Linked DNA regions of Sus scrofa: region 2 is linked to region 1. Evidence: chromatin contacts called from public HiChIP or PLAC-seq data. All regions are on one chromosome and are shown on one strand. The core of a region is the stretch at or near the end of the contact, and the rest is flanking DNA. Distances in the headings are between cores, read along the strand shown.

Region 1 (3,220 bases), core at 62-2,561:
TTAGCAGAATTCTTCATGTCACATTGTGTTTATACTAGCTTGTTGGTAAGATATAAAGAATGTTGGTAAGATATAACAAATATATGAGAGCTACCTTACAGAAGGGTAGAAAATGAATTTAACTCTAATTTCTGTATATCTCTAGCCCCCATTTCTTATTTATAAAAATAGAGAAATGAAGAGAGAATAACAAAAGATACTACATGTATGGAGTTCTGGTCGTGGCTCAGTGGAAAACGAATCTGACTAGTAACCATGAGGACGCAGGTTTGATCCCTGACCCCTCTCAGAGGGTTTGATCCAGCGTTGCCATGAGCTGTGGTTATAGGTCAAAGACGAGGGGGCTCGGATCTGGCATTGCTGTGGCCGTGGCGTAGGCCAGAGGCTACAGCTTCAATTCAGCCCCTGGCCTGGGAACCCCCATATGCCTTAGGTGCGCCCAACTCCCCTTCCCGAAAAAGCAAACAAAACAAAACAAAACAAAAGATACTACATGTATGTATGATGGTTAGACAGCCATAGGCTCAGTAAATAATAATTTTCTCCCTTCCTCAAGAGTGAACTCATATGTATATTCTTAGGTTGGTCTTCAACAGTTACTTTCAGCTTTTCATTACTATTCCAAAGCTAATGACTGTAGAGCACTTTACCACTTACAGTATGTCTGCATATTATCTTTTTCATGAAGGGATCTTTCAACTCGTTCCTTACTGTAGTAACTAGAACCATATTACATACATTTTCAGTAAGAAACTATAATCTACATTTCTCTTGGGTAAATTATACCCTCCTTTTCATAGATATCTGTCCCCACCCCGCCTTAAGCAAACAATCTTCTCTCTTTCTTTACAAAGAACTATAATTAAGAGATGTTGCTCCCTGCTACCCTTTAAAAGATCTCTTACTAATCTCCTCTTCTGGGACAGCAAATATTTTAGCTGATGCCTCTAAGTGAAAGACATCCGTACAGGATAGGACATACATACATGCATCTGTTAAAACATAATATATTTTACGGTTATGTAACATTCCCTGTCACAAGGTTTATTTTTGAAGCAGCTAATCCTAAGGGCTAAAGCAGTGAAATGAGAGGTTGGGGAAAAAAATACCATGCACAAAATACCGTGCACAAGCACTTTTTATACAGAGGTGGTGGCTGAATGTTAGTTTTTTGGGGCAAAACAAAGCTTCAAGTCAGGTAAAAGGAAAGTTAATCATTTAATCTGATGTTTGTTTCAGAGCTAAACCAAGACACACCAGAGGAATATGAGGTAAAGCCTGGCCTATGTTCAGCATTCCTTTCTGACTTAGCTGAGAAACGGAGTGCGTTGCAGGCTTGCTTTTCATAAGCATAAACTAGATATTCTAACTATAGTCCTACTACATAAAATTAACTAGGAAAAGGTAACTGTTATGGGACGAATAGTGTTCCTTCCGCAAAATTCATAAGCTGAAGTCCTGACCCCTAGAACCTCAGAATGTGACTATTTGAAATAAGGTCTTTAAAGAGGTGATTACAGTTAAACGAGGTCACTGGAGTTGGCCTGGATCCAATATGACTGTGTCCTTATAAGAGATTAGAACACAGACATGCACAGAGGGGAAAAGACAGCTATCTATAAGCCAAGGAGAGAGGCCTCAGAAGGAATCGACCCTGCTGACACCCTTGATCTCAGAATTTCAGCCTCCAAGACTGGAAATAAATTTCTGTTTAAGCCACAGTCGATGGTACTTGTTATGGCAGTCCTAGCAAGCTAATACAGTATCCTAAGGTAGCTAGAAAGTTTTTTTTTTTTTGTTTGTTTGTTTTTTTGTCTTTTTGTTGTTGTTGTTGCTATTTCTTGGGCCGCTCCCGCGGCATATGGAGGTTCCCAGGCTAGGGGTCGAATCGGAGCTGTAGCCACCAGCCTACGCCAGAGCCACAGCAACACGGGATCCGAGCTGCGTACGCCGGATCGTTAACCCACTGAGCAAGGGCAGGGACCGAACCCGCAACCTCATGGTTCCTAGTCGGATTCGTTAACCACTGCGCCACGACGGGAACTCCCGAAAGTTTGTTTTTTTAAAACCTTTAAAATCCAAGGATTTTCCCCAAGAATGCCCCTCAAAACATCTCTACAACTAATAACAAAGCAACAATTTCCTAGAATAAGCAATTGTTACTTATTGAATTATACTGGCAAGGCCTTTTAAAAGTCATGAGTGGAACATGAATATAACTGCATAGTATGAAAACTGACGACTGAGCACACACAAGGGGAAGAAAGAAAGCAGTCTGATCCATTGGATAAATAAGCCCTTTTTATATTTATAAAATACAAATTCCAATATTATAGACTGTTGAAGCTAGAGAAACTACTTTGAATCTTTCTTCTTTTTGTTTATTTAGGATTTTAAATTCCCACTTCTTTCCAGAAAGCTCTGAAATTGCTTGAAAATTTCAAAACAGGTTATACAATAAAAATCATATCAAATTCAAATGTGCACGCGAGAAAGAGAGGAAACGGCTCTTTTATATTTTTATTCAAACAAAACAAAATGGTTTTCAATTCAACAGAGGCTTGGAAGAAAAAGCTCTGAAAATTATAGTTGAAGCAAAATAGGGTAGCTAATTAATCACCTTTCTGAAGGTTTTTACAAGCTTGAATAGACTATTGATAATGAACAGGAAAGAAAGCTCCTGGAAAGCTCCTTTAAGGGTTTTAAAGCCCTTAAAGTTTTAAAATTGAATAATGAATATAAAGCAACACAATATATTAGGCTTTTACTTTCAGTTTTAAGAAAAGGATGAATGGATGTAAGATGCAAAGGGACTTCATTTAAAAGTAAATAAAGTTTCCTGTTTTCTATCTTAATAAGAGACATGAAAGAATGTTCAATCGCAATTTTTGCAATTCATCATAATCCCTTGTTTTGTGTTTTTTCCACATAAATCTTTAGCACATATATTCCTAATCCTCCACAAATGACATTCTAATTATTTTAACTTGACTATATGACAGGGGCTATGCTAAATGATTTTACATGCATTTGATCTTCACCACAATCCTATGAGATGGGTAATTGTGATTTTTGAGTTTATCTTCATTAAACACAATTAATGAATTAGACTAGATTTGCAATATGGGGCCCTGAGCTACAGTGAGAACAAAGCTACTAAGAATCAATATATGAATGAGATCAGTTTATCTACAGAAGCAATCCACCATAGAAGATGTTT
Region 2 (3,013 bases), core at 145-2,644, 280 kb after region 1:
AAGAGACTGGTAGAAGTGATCAGGGAGCTTGGAGAAGAATAAACACCGGGTCCTTGCAGCCTGAATCCAGCCTCTCCTGGGGCTAAAGATGAGTGATAAGTGTGGGGTCAATTAGGAGGAAGAGTCATTAGGTCATCTCCAGGATGGTGAAGTATTAAGAGAGAATGTTGGTCATTAACTTAACCTTTGAGGAAGATTGAGCTCGAGTTAAAGGATGAACACCTGGATATTCATTTTGAGGGTTAAACTTTCTTAAATAATAAATCGTGAAATGGAAAGCATCTCAGATCTGTGTCTATTATGCCTCTTCCCAGGAGCCAAGGATATTGAAGAATTTATTATTTACATCCTCATCCACTGCTTATATAAGACGAGGAAATAATAGCAAACAGAATTGCCAGGATCCAGGCAGGAATTTTCAACAGGGGACAAAAGGCTGAAAGGAAAAGAGGATGCAGTGACAGCTCCAATGGTGAATTGTGGCTCCAAAAAAAAAAAAAAAAAAAAAAAAAGATAAATTAGGAAGAAGCCTTACCTAGAGTATGAGGACAGCTAGCTCTCAGGATGTAGTACACCTTAGGTTAAACATCACCAAGATTTGGATTCAGGAAATCTGAGTTCAAACCCTCCTCTTCCACCTGTAGCTTTGTGATTAGGGCAATAAACTAACTCTGTGCCTCAGTTTCTTCACCTGTAAAATAGCAAAAATAATATATGCTTTTTAGATTGTGTGTGTAAAGTACTTAGCATCATGCCTGGAATATTCCAATTACTCAATATCAGTTTGTTATTATTATTACTGACAATATTTAATATCTGGAAGGAAATACACATAAAATAGAGAATCAGGGAGACATTTCCACCGCACATTTTCCGGTTATTTTTCAATTTTCTAAAATAAGTATGAATTTCTATTAAAATCAGAACGGACGGGGGAGGAAACCCCATACATTTTTAAATAAAAGAAATCTGACTAGTCCACTGCTTCCCACATTTCCCGGGCCATATTGTTCAAGGGTGCGGGAATACATGTTAAAAACACAGATTCCTAGGCCCCGACCCAGAAACACTGAATGAGAATCTCTAAGGGACAAACCTGTTATTCTACACTTTCAATCAGCCTGGCAGACACTTCTTATACTCAGGCACTTTGGGGACGTGCTGATTTAGAACCAGGTGGCAGTAACCGGGCGAGAAGAGTCAGCCCAGGCTACAGCAATCGCGAGGGCCCAAGCCTTCAAGTCCCGTACTGCCTCGCAAACTGGAGATGGCATTCTGGAGGCTGCCGGGAGTTGTAGTTTTCTTTGGCCAGCCTTCTGCGTATAAGAAAGCCGGCGCTGACTGCAGGTAAACCTCCCGCCCCACAATGCAAAGGTCAGCGGCGACGTCATCCGAAGAGCGCCCGGAATGGGGAGGGCGATTTCTGCCGCCTTTCCCTCCGCCGCCGCTGCCTCCCAACGTGCCGGCGCCACCCCTCCCGCCGCCGCTCCCACCCTCGCCGCCGCCACCGCCGCCTTCTCTGGCCCCTCTGCCACCTGTACCCGACCCAGGCCCTCTGTCCCTGAGAGGAGGCCGTGTTCGGTCTCCTTCCTGGGCCAGGGGCACAGCCATGGCGGACGGTGGCGGCGGCAGCGGGGGCACCGGTGCGGTGGGCGGCGGCGGCTCGGGCCAGGCCTCGGCGGGGGCGGCGACCGGCGCGACGGGGGCTGGCGGAAGCGGCGGCCCCATCAACCCGGCTTCGCTGCCTCCCGGCGACCCGCAGCTCATCGCTCTCATCGTGGAGCAGCTCAAGAGCCGGGGCTTGTTTGACAGTTTCCGCCGGGACTGCCTGGCCGACGTGGACACCAAGGTAGCTGAGGCGCCTGGGCTAACGGGGGCCGGGTGGGCTGGGCGTGAGGCCATCGGGGTTGCAGCTTCACTTTTCCAAAGCAGAATAAAAGGTACCTTAAAAATCTCAGCAGCGAGGAGACTGCTTGGGGCAGTACAGCAAGCTTTCTGAGGGATGCCCACGTGGATTCAGCTCCCAACCCCATAACAATTCTGTGCGACTTAGGCCAGCTGCTACTCTGAATTTGGGGATGCAATACCGGTTTTCCATCCTAGACCCTGTCTTTCCCAAGATGGGATCCCTTTAAGCCTCTCAGTAACAAATCTCAATATGTTAAGAACAGCGATGAGAGAGCCAAGTGAGTAAGCCTGAATGGTTTGAACGCACAGTCGTCAGCCTATAATAGTTATTTGTACCCTTTCCAGGTCAGTGCAGACTTCAGTATGCATTTAATTAAGGTACATTGTTGTAGACCAACACCTGTGTTTTGGCCTTTATTATTGATTAAAAGGGACTTGGTGCTACTTTAGATCCTAATGGCATAGAGTAACAATGCTGTTTCTCACTTTGCCTTTTTGCCAAGGTTCATGTGTAGTCAGTGAAGTCATGTGTGTTAAGTGTCAGATGTATGATAGTTGCTGAAACGTTCATTTTCTCCCTTTTCAGAAGCTTCTCTTACAAGAGTTATAGGTGTAGATATAGAAGCTCTCTTACTGAATGGGTTCTTCTGGGGAGGTGATTTCTCCTGTTTGAGCCTAGTGTGGAAATATTTTGCCCACCTCACAAAAAAATTGCGGGCTAAAAACTGGGCCTTAAAGATAGGGAAGGACCTAGTCTGTTTACCCATTAAACATTTATTGGCGGGGTTTGTGGATACAGGAAGAAGCAAAGCTTGTATTCTAAAGTAGAAAACTGACACATAGACCGGCTAGTAAAGATAGTAAGTGGTGTATACTGTTAATTCTCCATGATTTAAAAACTCAAGCAGGGAGTTTCATGACTTCATGGGCTCAGCAGTTAACGAACCCAACTAGGATCCAAGAGGATGTGGGTTTGATCCCTGGCCTTGCTCAGTGGATTAAGGATCCAGCAGTGCTGTGAGCCATGGTGTAGGCCGGCAGCTGTAGTTTCAATTCGACCCCTAGCCTGGGAACTTAACCACGCCACAGGTGCGGCCCTAAAGAG

What was found. HiChIP or PLAC-seq counts read pairs in DNA pulled down with a chosen protein or histone mark.
Region 2: a contact with region 1 is called in an H3K27ac HiChIP or PLAC-seq map of skeletal muscle. The contact joins the promoter of BOD1 here to the enhancer-like site in region 1. A contact is called at or near these places in 30 of 47 Hi-C or Micro-C datasets (adipocytes, adipose tissue, alveolar macrophages and 15 more) and 2 of 2 datasets of contacts at active chromatin or transcription factors (alveolar macrophages and skeletal muscle).

What each region holds. Positions count from the first base shown.
Region 1 is chr16:50,452,995-50,456,214 of Sscrofa11.1, forward strand. All of the region lies in intron 2 of CPEB4 (cytoplasmic polyadenylation element-binding protein 4), which reads right to left. Among named protein-coding and RNA genes, the nearest start is that of CPEB4, 44 kb to the right of the region's middle. Within about 2 kb of position 1,312, at least 8 of the 83 cell types and tissues checked have an H3K27ac peak or open chromatin away from gene starts, as enhancers often do. A contact at or near this core is called in fetal liver, liver and skeletal muscle, where this site is marked.
Region 2 is chr16:50,733,116-50,736,128 of Sscrofa11.1, forward strand. BOD1 (biorientation of chromosomes in cell division protein 1) reads left to right here and starts at 1,395. Exons shown (of 4, transcript XM_003483847.4): 1 at 1,395-1,849. The coding sequence starts at 1,610. LOC102164818 (a long non-coding RNA gene) reads right to left here and starts at 1,355. Exons shown (of 11, transcript XR_002339638.1): 1 at 1,097-1,355; 2 at 536-691.